Regions from separate parts of the Hordeum vulgare genome. Here all the other regions are linked to region 3. The links are chromatin contacts, called in public Hi-C maps. All regions are on one chromosome and are shown on one strand. The core of a region is the stretch at or near the end of the contact, and the rest is flanking DNA. Distances in the headings are between cores, read along the strand shown.

What was found. Hi-C and Micro-C count contacts between places; a contact is called where the count stands out from the background.
Region 1: a Hi-C map of seedling shows a contact between it and region 3, with 6 times the contacts expected there. The contact joins the promoter of LOC123451901 here to the promoter of LOC123396140 in region 3. A contact is called at or near these places in 2 of 6 Hi-C or Micro-C datasets (leaf and seedling).
Region 2: a Hi-C map of seedling shows a contact between it and region 3, with 3 times the contacts expected there. The contact joins the promoter of LOC123396402 here to the promoter of LOC123396140 in region 3. A contact is called at or near these places in 3 of 6 Hi-C or Micro-C datasets (leaf and seedling).

The regions. Positions count from the first base shown.
Region 1 is chr5H:57,205,296-57,209,214 of MorexV3_pseudomolecules_assembly, forward strand. LOC123451901 reads right to left here and starts at 2,182. Exons shown (of 10, transcript XM_045128455.1): 1 at 2,097-2,182; 2 at 1,631-1,803; 3 at 1-1,559. The coding sequence starts at 1,513.
Region 2 is chr5H:56,912,956-56,916,713 of MorexV3_pseudomolecules_assembly, forward strand. It overlaps LOC123396402 (SPX and EXS domain-containing protein 1-like), which reads left to right and starts at 1,450. Exons shown (of 13, transcript XM_045091349.1): 1 at 1,450-1,641; 2 at 1,749-1,885; 3 at 2,468-2,506; 4 at 2,593-2,685; 5 at 2,786-2,902; 6 at 3,404-3,499. The coding sequence starts at 1,817.
Region 3 is chr5H:56,263,827-56,267,674 of MorexV3_pseudomolecules_assembly, forward strand. LOC123396140 (syntaxin-51-like) reads right to left here and starts at 1,258. Exons shown (of 7, transcript XM_045091193.1): 1 at 1,135-1,258.

The DNA.
Region 1 (3,919 bases), core at 932-3,431, 940 kb after region 3:
GGGCGGCACTGTTCTCCGGATGATAAATCTTCCTCTGTTGGACAACAGGACCACCATCATGACCTGTTTGCACCATATTAGTAGGCAAACTGTCTTGTTGGTAATATACGGCTGACTCAAAACTGGCTCCACCAGTAACTCCTTGACCGTACCGCTGGTCGGTATGACTAGAAACAAGGTAATTTGGTTCATCCATACGAGCAATCTGAGGTGGTTTAGCACGTAGAAGATCTGGCCTAGTCCCGCTTATTGTTCTCTCCAGCTCATTAGCTTGACACATTTTCTGGGAAAATGAAGGGGGTATGTAGGAATCAAAAGTTAAAGACAGATTGGATGCAGGTTGTTCAGTGCGATCATTCAGCAAAGGATCAGAGAAGGCATGCGGCATGCCATGAATTTGGCCAGTGTATTCATGCATGCCAGATAGCCAACTAGCAGTCTCTGGATGGATGTACACCTTTTCAGAATAAAAGGGCATTTCCATTGGAGTGGACTTATCATAATTTGTATGTGAACTCACGTAACTCTCATTTCGAGGTGTACCCAAATCTTTTGCCTGCCTTTGAATTTGAAGATTGTGCATGGTTGATCCAATTCCAATACCTGTGTCTACATCGCTTTGAGTCTTATCTTGATGGTCTGGAAGCATGGTTTTCAAATTTGATCCATTGCTAACTTCATATTTGTTCTCATGTTCTTGGTTCATTGTTAGTCTGTCTGAAGACATCCGCAACCTAGACTGATTCAAAGACGTCCTCTGTCGATTTAAGCCTGGGGAGGAAGTTGCTGCTGACTCAGCCACCATTTGTTGTGAGTATGGAGCAAGAAAAAACTGAGAGGAAGACTCGCTTAAGGCTGTTCCAGCCAAAGCTTTACTCCCACTTTCTATATCTGTTTGAGATACAGTTGAGTCTCTGGAGGGGAGTAGGGAATTATCCAACTGTTGGCTCAACTGGCTCACCAAATTGTTGTCACTGGTACTCTGCTTCAGTTGTGAGAGATTGTTCACAGCAACAACAAAATGATATTCTGGTTCACTTTCTAAACTTCTTGCACTTAACGATGACTCCTCGCAATCATTCGGGGAGACAAGAAATATCCGAAGTCTCGGTGAGCCATTGGCCTTTTCAAGACTGTAGTATTCTTCCATCATATTCTGAAGATCCTCTTCACATGAAAGAGAAATCAGAGCATCAAGGTCCTCATCAGGGAGCTGATACTTGATGGTATGAGGCTGATTGTAGATCGAGAGGGTTTTATGCACAAGTTCCTTCCATGAGAAGTTTCTGGGTATCGATATGAGACGTGTTTCCCCGCCCACATATCTGAGCACCCCATCACTAGGCCTAGGCAGGATTTTCCCACCAAAGCTACACATGAACTTGACTTTTCCAGCATGCGGGCTTTCGCAGGGAGAAGACGTATCTTGTAGGTTGTCACTTGAATGTTGAGCTGGTTTGAGTACATTCTCAGAGGGTATGGTCCTGGTGCGCACCAAATTTGCCGGATCCATATCACATTTCAGAGGCAAACCGGCAGCAAGGTTCCCGGAGTCAAACCTGCCAAGACCAAGAACCGTGGTGAGATCCTGATAGACCACATTCAAGTTCTTGTGGTTATTGGGCCCAACTTGGCTGTTCATCTGAAGCAACACAAAGCAATGGTGCTTGTGCTGGAAGCTCCTCCTCCTCCTCCTTGAACAGCGGAGCTAATTGCTATATCTTGAAATGCCGAACTACTCATTCATCTATTTAAGACAGGAGCAGCGGTTTCCCCTAATGTAGACCCCCGAGCAAAGCGTAGCTGCAATAAATAAACCAAGAAAACACGGTGAGCATCTCGCTATGATCCCGCGACAAAACACACAGGACGGGTCAAATTGAAGTGCGGAGAGAGAAGAATCTCTCTGTGTGCAATGTTCGTACGCGATCAATATTACGGGACGAAGAACTTGATAATCAAATTAGCTCAGTTGGATTCGACCGCTCACAGCCACGAAAAAAATCCCGAAAAGATCCTCTCAATAACAGAGCAGAACAAGACAGGACGCAGCGAGCCACTGCTACGAATTATCAAATCAAGCTAGGGCTCCTTACCGAGGGATCAATCAGCGCGGGACCGCCCCCCGCCGAGCGAGCACGCCGGCGGCCAGCCGGACAAGGGGGGCCCGCCCCGCGTCGCCGGCGGTGAGGTCGCCGCCGCAAATGGGACGGAGACGCCGGCGCCGATCTCGCCGACGGGGCGGGCCCAAGCGCATTAGCGGGTCGGCGCCGCGCGGGGCAGGGAGGAGCAAATCGCCGCCTGGGAATTTGGTGGTGGCGGAGGGAGGAAAGGGTGGGGAGGGAGGGAGAGAGGAACGCGGCAGCGAACGAACGAGCGAACGAAACGGAACGCCAAATAGGACACGGGGAAGGTGGGACGGAAAAGTGGGTTCGCTCTCGTTGCCGGTTGCGCCCGAAGCGGGGCGTGTTGGATGGATTTGCCGGCGGGGCCAGGTAATGTGATGTGTCCCCCTTGGTCGGCTGTTGGATCGCTGCCTGGCTGACTTTGCACGTTGTGTGCAACACAAGGACGGACGTGCGTTCGAAGGAACTGCCGCCAAGAACAAGCGTGTGTCCAAGGAGGCAAGGAGAGACGAGTGAAGGAAGCGTTTCCCTTCAATAATTCGATTCTGCTCCCAGGCTCATCTGCTTCGGGTCAGAAAAATATTAAAAATAAATACTAAAAAAGTTCCAACTTTTTTGTATGGTAGATAATTTGATCCGTGAAGTTTGCTTTAAATTTCATTTTATTTGGACACCTGAGCAGCTTTTGACAAAAAAGACAAATCGGATCGAAAAAGTTCGTAAACAGTACACCATTTTACAGACCCAGATTTACTTTTTTGACGAGAGCGCCTCAAGATGCCCAAATGAGTTCAAATTTGAAACGGACCTCGTGCATTAAATTATTTACCACACAAAAAAATAGAATTTTTTGAATTTATTTAGTATTTGTTTTGATATTTTTCGTCGGAGCGGGTGCAGGTGAGCTCGGGAGACAAAACGCCTCTCCCGTTTCCCTTTTCCTTCTCTTCTATAATTAAGGGGCTGATCTTTTAGAAAGATCAGCCACGTCGTAAGCCGTTAGATCTACAACATCGAATGGTCGGACGCGTCTTCATTATTGTAACATAGGTTTTGTTGCGGAATTATTCCTGTAACACACGTTCTATTGCGGAATTGTTTCTGCAACACACGTCGTATTGTCGAAAAAATTTGAACATATGTAAAAATGCAACTGGTATATCATTGCATTTTTTCAACTCACATGTTGTTGCAGAAATAATCTGCAAGAGATGTTTTGTTGGAAAATATAGACATGTCGTGGACCATCGCGACATCGCATATGTTTCAGAAGCATAGCCTGTGTTGCACAAACATGCTCGACAAAGCATGGTGTGTGTGGCCTCACTTTGACGCGTGTCACGCAAAGAAGGTGACGGGCGCGTCCGCTAAAATTGGCCGAACGATGGTAAGCATTTTTCCTTAAAGAAATGTGTCCTTAGTCGAAGATGACCAATCCTTGGCGAAAACTGACAGAAACGTTTAGAAGAAAAAATATAACTATGTAGTACTCCTTCTGTTCCTAAATACTTGTTGTTGGAGAGAACTAGACTAGTTCTTCGCAACAACAAGTATTGTGGTACACAGGGAGTACAACCCATTAGAGTTGTTATCTAACGGACGTCGGCCGATAGGGGATGGCAAGATAACGTTTTTTTCCTTGATTGTTTCACGAGATCCATCGGTGGTAGTTTCAAACGAAAAATGACTTTTTTGAAGAAACTGCCATGTGTCATCCCCTCACATCTGAAACTGTCAATGAAATCGTTCAAAATGCGAACCTTTCACAGTGAATGTTCGCCGGCTAAGAGGGC
Region 2 (3,758 bases), core at 200-2,699, 650 kb after region 3:
ATTGGGAGTTAAAAATAATCGGATCTCATGCTTATGGTGTGATAACTTGGGTGCAACATACTTATCTACAAAACCAGTGTTTCATGCTAGGACAAAGCACATAGAGATTGATTTTCACTTTGCACGAGAAAGGGTTGCAGCAAAGAAGCTTGAGATACGGTTTATTCCCTCCAAAGATCAAGTGGCGGATGGTTTCACCAAGGCACTACCAACACGACCATTTGATGAGTTCAAGAGTAATCTTAATTTAGGTAGTTGAGATTAAGGGAGGGTGTTAGAATACAGAGATATCGTTGTAATCTCAACCTCCTCCTCTATCTCCTCTATCTCCTATTGTATTCAAACTCTTGTATCTATCTCTTGCACAACAAGACAACCTATCAATATAAACCAACGCGGCTCCCCTCGAGGGAGTAGGAACGCTTCATCATCTAACACACCCATCGCGATCGTTCGTGGCGCCAAGAACAAGCCGCGTGCGAGGCCACTGCTAAGAGGAGGGGCGTCGCCGACGAAGTCGCAACTCAACCCCGTGCTAGGGTTTGCGTCGACAACGAGGGGGGAGAGGGGGTCGTGTGTGTAAGGAGTGGTTGAGGATGTCGCGAGCCGTTTCATCGGTCGATTTCACCGGCGACGGAGCAAGGCGGGGTGGCCGAAGAGGCAATTTGTCTCGCACATGCAAATGCTTGTTGTTCAACACGCGGGAGCGGGCACCCTAAATAACCAGCACGGGATGTCATTTGGCTCCGCACGTGCAACCAACTTTACAAGGCATACAATTTTAACGGGAGGAATACACGACTTCGGTCCATGCATACAAAAAGTAAAAAAAAAAAGTTGAGATAACGCGCCTATTGGACACCAAACATCAAACATCATGCCAAAACCGACCCCCTCGCTCTATGCAGCCTGAATACGGTCAACCAAACTAGACGCAAAATATTGGTTTATTTTCCTGTTTTTCTCGACGAGACCCAAGTGAGCAACAAATGCATTGCAAATCGAGGGGAGCAACCTCCTTTCCTATTTGAAAGGTCCCTTCGAGCATTTCTTCCATCCTGTTCGTGCAAAATAAAAAAAAATCCATGCTATTTAAAAGGTCCGTTCTTTTCTTCCTAAAAAAAACCCGAGGGAAAAAGGTCGCGCCCAGCACGTCACTGTCAAGCACCCGTTGGCGTCAGAATCTAGAACCCCAATATGCCCTACACCGCAGGACGCCCACCGTGCGTGCGCTGGACGTGTCAACCCCCCACGTTCCTTCCTTCCTTCCTTCCATTCATCTTCCAAGCCAGAGAACAGCAACGGGAACAGATCATCACGGAATAAAGCGCACTCTTCTACCACCAGCAGCAGTACCAAAAGTCGATAGAAAATTCAAAGCTCGCCCGTGCTCCGCCTACACGTCAAACTCGCCGTCGGCGCCTCCCCCCCCCCCCCCCCCCCCCTTTCCCCCCTTCCTACGGCTTCCTCCTCCCCCCCCCCCCCCCCCCCCCCTCGCAGATCTCGCCGTTCCCTGCCACGCCGCCGGCCTCCCCGGAGAGCCGGAGGGGCCTGCGCCTGCGCCTGCCCGACGGACGGCACGGCACGGCTCCTCCTCCCTCCCCTGCCCCGACCGGCGGCGGCACGCTCTGTCGATCCTCGGTGAGCGCCCCCGCTCGATCCGATTCGCGGGCTACGTCGCCTGCCTGCCCGCCCGCTGTGGGCTGACGCAGCAGCGGGGCTGATACTGATCCTGCTGCCGTGCGCAGGGTACGTTCGAGGACGCAGGCGCCTGTGTGACCGAGTGCGCGCGCGGAGGGCCAGGGCCGGAGTCGACATGAAGGGCGTGTCGTCCATCCCCGCTGCGGCGATCATCCCTTCGCCGCTCTTCCTCTGGCGGGTCAAGGTATAGCCTTCGCGCCATTTCGACGGCCGCTCATGCATGCTTAATGTACATCCCGATGTATAGGAAGTGTGTGCTGCGGACGCCGTTATGCACATTGTCTGCGGCTCATGTCATGTTCCAGAAGAAATTTACAAAGGAGGTCAAGAGTTGAGGGGAAGTTAAGGGATAAGCCCCCTCATTGCATAAACTTTGTAGTAGCGACAAAAATCATGCCATGGAGTATAAATCTCTGCTACTCTAGGATATGCCTTTGTTTTCCATGATAATTGAACGGTACAACACCTGAACACTATTATGATTAGCTTGGTCACAGAAGATGAAGTGGCCTTTTAGCATATCCATTTTCGGTTGGAAATGCTGCTTTTTTTTTTTGCTGATTTACCCTGTAATTTCCTCCAAGAGACGCCAACATATTTACCTGTCCTTATCTAGTTCTGTGCTGTGGCATTATGTATTTTATTGATCATTTATTCTGTAACCACTAACCATTTGTACTGAAATTACCCTGTTCTCTTGATTTTCTCATCTGCCCTGATCGACATTTTACTTCTCAAATTGCTTATGAGTGTGTACCTTTTCCAGGTTATATTGTTTCTCCTATGGGGCTTGTGCTGTTGCAAGGTCAGTGTTGCTCTATTAATCGCTTTTGTGACGCATGAATTGAGCTTCATGTGGTTTGTTAATCGATTATGCTCTTGGACCTGCAGATAGGGTGGGATTCGGTTATGAGAATGAGTGTTGATCTGCGAGATTTATTTCTATACGAGGCTTTCTTATACTATAATCCTCTTCTTCTGGTGGTGAGTTTCTTTTTGTTGTTGTACATGTATGTGACATACTCAACTTTCTATGCAGAAAATTTAGTCGCGCATGTAATTGTGCTTTGTGTTCCTATTGTAGGCACTGATGATTTGGTTATGGGGAATAAATTTGTGGGTTTTCGCACAATCATCAGTAAATTATGCGAAGGTGTTTGATCTTCCACAGACACATTTATCACACCGAGAAATATGGAGGGTATGCCTATTTATCTTGTTTGCTATATCCGTTTGATATCTTGCTTGAATGCATTTACACTGACAAGCCTATCCATAGCCTATAAGCTTTTATGGTGTACTGCAATTTATGTGGCATATGGTTGTTATGGTAGCCTGAATTTTATGGATGGTGGCATTAAGCTCTCAACAATTCTTGTAGTTCCCATTCCATTATATTTTTCTAGTACAACTGTACATAACGTTCCTAAAGCAACCGTGTTTATCTTGCTTTTCTATGCAAGTAATATATATGATTCCTACTTTAGTGTCTGGATGAACATGCGTCGGCAGGGTAATTATTTCTGCAGTTGAATACCGATGGGCCGATGTTTTGAACGTGGCTCTCTTTTCTTTAAACCGTATTGTGTTTTTGTCCTGCCCATGTTCTTTTATGCCGACATAATATTGTCTAATTTCTCATATTATATGTACTCTGGCATATTGTTCTGCTGAAGTAAAACTTATTTTTCTCCATTGGCAGTGTGCTACTTGGCTGACGTTAATTGTTCCAACAAGTATGACAGCTTACCTATATCTGTATTCACATGGTGAAGTGTCTCTTGCTGCATCTCAACCAGTGTAATATCTTGAGCTCATTAAGTTGTTAATTCTGTGATTTGCTCATGGGACCTTTTGTTGTGTACAGTATGCTTGGTTTTACTTGTGGTGGTGCTTATCGGTTATCATTAATCAAATTCGTGCAAAAAATTTCCAAGAATTCTCCCGAGGAACAGTATAATATAAGATATTGTTGACATACTAAAATGAATGCCTCATTGTGTATCTCTGACTCTGTCGTGTCAATTGATAAACTGAAACTTACATCATGTCGTAAG
Region 3 (3,848 bases), core at 8-2,507:
CTAATCCCTGCAGGGATTGGGTTGATCCCCTCCCTGCAGGGATTAGTTCCACTAGGGGATATAATCCCTGCAACTTAGTAACCAGTCGGTTAACCCGTGCCAGGGAGAAATTTAGTTACACATATGATTCAATATATAAATATTCTACAAGGTAATATTTCAATTCTAATTTGGTTCCATCAAAATAGCCCCCAGAAGCAAACTGGTTTGTCTTTATTACTATGCAAGTTGTATAATTGTCCACAAATGGGTTTCCTCAGATCCCCTTTCATATGTCAGTTTGCTGCGACATGGTTCCCTTGAATGACATGAAAACTGGAAAGGGAAAAGATTCACACAAAGTATGTCCATTTGCAAGCATCAGGGGATAAGATGCAGAAGCAGGAGTATAGGAGAAGGACGGTGCCCTCGTCGGCAGCAGAGCAGAAGACGGTGCAAACGCAGAAACATATGCATTGAGAAGGGTGTATATAAGCTAAAGAGCTAGCAAATGCATGTGCATCAGAGTCAACTAGTGGCGTTGTCAAAAATTCCGTTTATAAATATAAGGCGATTGTGCCTGGGAGTAAACAGCCCAAACAATGAACTGTGATTGGGCAAGAGAAAAGTTTCAGCAGATAACAGTAGGCTTGTAATTTTGTTAACTACAAACTTGATTCGTGGTGATTAATAAGTGGAGTACAAATTTGGTACTGCAGCTGATTATGGAAAGTTGATTTGTATGTTTCCCTTGGATCCTTACAGAAGCTGGAATCATTTTCTTGCCCAATCAGAAGAGAACATGCAAGCTGGCTTAAGGTGAGTGCTTTTTTTTCTGCAAGTTGGTCCATCAAGTTCCCAAATACAGCACCTTTGCCCCTACTTCGTACAGATGATACCATTCAGAAATAAAATCAATCCACTATCAATTTCTCAGCTCTGAATCTCCAATTCCATCTCGATTTCTCCCTCTCCTGATACATCTGTCCCTCTCAATTCCAACTCTCTCTCTCTCGGCCCGACGCCCCCCCCCCCCCCTCTCCCCCGCGGGTATCATGAGAAATCACGAACTGACCTAAGAACCAGTCACGGCGAACAGAGCAGAACCCTAGAAATTAAGAGAGGGGGGGGGGGGGGGGGGGAGGGGGATCTTACCGGCGAGAAGCCGGCCGTTGCCGCCGACGTCGCCTCCGGGGTCGCTGCCGCGTGAGAGGGGAGTAGCCGATTGATTGTGAGGCCCCAGCGATCAGCGAAAGGGGGCGAAATGCAGACTTTTTCTATTCTTCAGAGAGAGATAAAACGACACGCTCCGATGCATCAGTTCTGGGCCAGCTCACGCCGGCCTAATCTGCCACCGGGCCCTTCCGCCGGTGGGGCCCACTCGACGGCCAACTCCGTTGCAGATGTTCTCGACCTACTTTCCGTCGGAAGTGGATCCTCTAACACGAATGAGAGAAGTCACCTAAGCTACAATTTCCTTACTTTCCTCCTTCACATCCATATATGATTAAGCCTGAAATGACATGAATTAATTTGCAAATTACAAATCTACTTTATACATTTATAAAAATCGCATACAAACAAAATTACGGTGCAATAAAAGCAATTTTAAATTTATTTATATAAACAGTAACTCTACCGCAGTAGATAAATACATTGCTCGCTACAGTACTCGTTGGCTATTGCTTCTCTGTTTAACACTAGTTTACACTGTAGCCTAGGTGACTTCTCTCCTTCATGTTAAAGGATCCGCTTCACTTTCCATGAGGGCAATTCACCAAACCTCCCCTCGAGCGGATAGTCGAAACAGTTTTATCCATCCGTCGTAGATCATCAAATGTTCGCAAACATGGACGGATGTTCAAAACCGCACAATTCAACATGAAAGCTGGGACATCTTTAGGAAAGTTCAGACACACCAACTTTATCTCGGACCCCCAATGTTGGGGATGTAACCAGTGGATGACCCGTCCTAGTTGGGCCGGGTTATTCATTGGGCGATTCATATAAATGTTTAGTTGGGCCTCGTTTTGGCCGAATCAAGGTCGTACGACGAGTATGGCTCTTGGCGGGTCTCCCAGCTTTGGAAGATGGCGATTTAGAGACCGCAATGGCCACGAGTTGTAGAAAGGAAGCAATCCTTGTAAACCCTAGGGAATCGACCTATATATAAAGGCGAAGTCCCAGGGGACAGGGGACAGGTTAGAAATCATCGAGTGCTAGGTTTAGGCGAGTTACGCCTTCCTTGTAATCGAATCCATATCAATACACACAAAAGCAGGACGTAGGCTATTACCTCCTTTCGAGGGGTCGAACCTGGGTAAATCGTCGTGTCTCTCCCGCTTAACCCCTTTGAGTCGCCACCAAGGTGCGATGGCTCCAGTATCAAGTCCTTTCACGAGGACATCTGCCGTGAAAAAACCACGACAGTTGGCGCCCACCGTGGGGCCTCCGCACGGTGGAGTTGAGTTCTCAAAGGGAACCCTACCAGGGTTTGGGAGTTACGCGACGACGCTCATGACTCGGAGCCGCCGCGGGATAACCTACATCGACAACCAGCGATGGGGACCTGAAGCGAATTCGATTGAATCTGGCTACAGGGTCCCCTTCGGCAAGATCAACATCTTCATCGGCATGATCGGATCATCCGTTCCTGAGCTGGACATCTCCACCGACATCGTCGAGCCGGCCAGGTACGTCCGCCCAGTGATAACGCAAAATTTAACTCGCCCGGTCTTTGTGGGGTTCACGCAGGGATCGGAGGAGCCAGAGCACTTGGCGACTGAGGAAACTACCCTGGTCAACTCGGATGATGAATCGTCCATGGGCGACTCAGATTCCATCCGGTCTCTTCATGGGGATGGTCTCGGAGGCTTGTCGCTGGCCATGGATCCGGAAGTCCTTGACCGAACCCGCCGCGAGATCGCCATCTACATGGCTGGGGCAACTCAACCCACACAAAACCCCGCTGGAGGCGATGGGACCGGCGGGACGTCCATGAGTCCATCCGCAGTCCTGGTAGAGTTAGCGGCGGAAATCACGAGACTAATGGCGACTCCCCTCACGCCAGAGAACCAAGAGGAGATAAACGCAGAGTTAGCGAAGCTCAGAGAGGCGGTTGCAAAGGCCCACCAGGATGCTGAGATGGAGTCCGCCAGGATCGAGACTCGACAAGCCCAAATTGCGGCCGAAAGGATGCGCTTAAACACTGACAACTGGCGGCTCGAGAGACAGCAGCGCGCGTCCGACGCCGTCCATCAGCGGAGACACCAGGGTCGCCTGCCCCATGACCTCAATCCGACCCGTCTGTTCGACACTCCACGAACCCCCGGGATGGGAGCCGCCCCGACAGGAGGACCGGGCCGCCCACCTAACCCGTCGGCTCAGCCGATTGAGGGTCAAATTCCTCGTTTTCGGACGCCTCAAGGCCACTTCTCCAACCCGGTGGATAACGTGCTTGCCGCAACTCGCCACCTGGAGTCTCTTCCGATTCACGGCAACACCCCAACTGAGATAGAAGCAAGGAATGCCATCGAGATGTTGAAGACGGCGGTGGTTCAAAACGCCCAGTTCTCGCATAGCATCGAGAGGTTGCACTCCACCCCTCAGGCAAGTTATACCAGGAGCAGGCCGGAGGACCAGCCTGCCGTAAACAGTGGGCCGCGACACTTCCCCAGGACAACCCGCCCGAGCGGAACCCGCCGGGCCGAGATCTCCCGAACATCCAAGACGCCCCGACCCCCCTCGTAGGGGGCGGAGGGCGAGTTGGGGTACCATGCTTGTCCCCGGCCCTTCGGAATGAAAGGATGCCCAAGGATTTTAAGGGACCAAGGAAAGTGCCTAATTATACACCAGACCTCGAACCAACG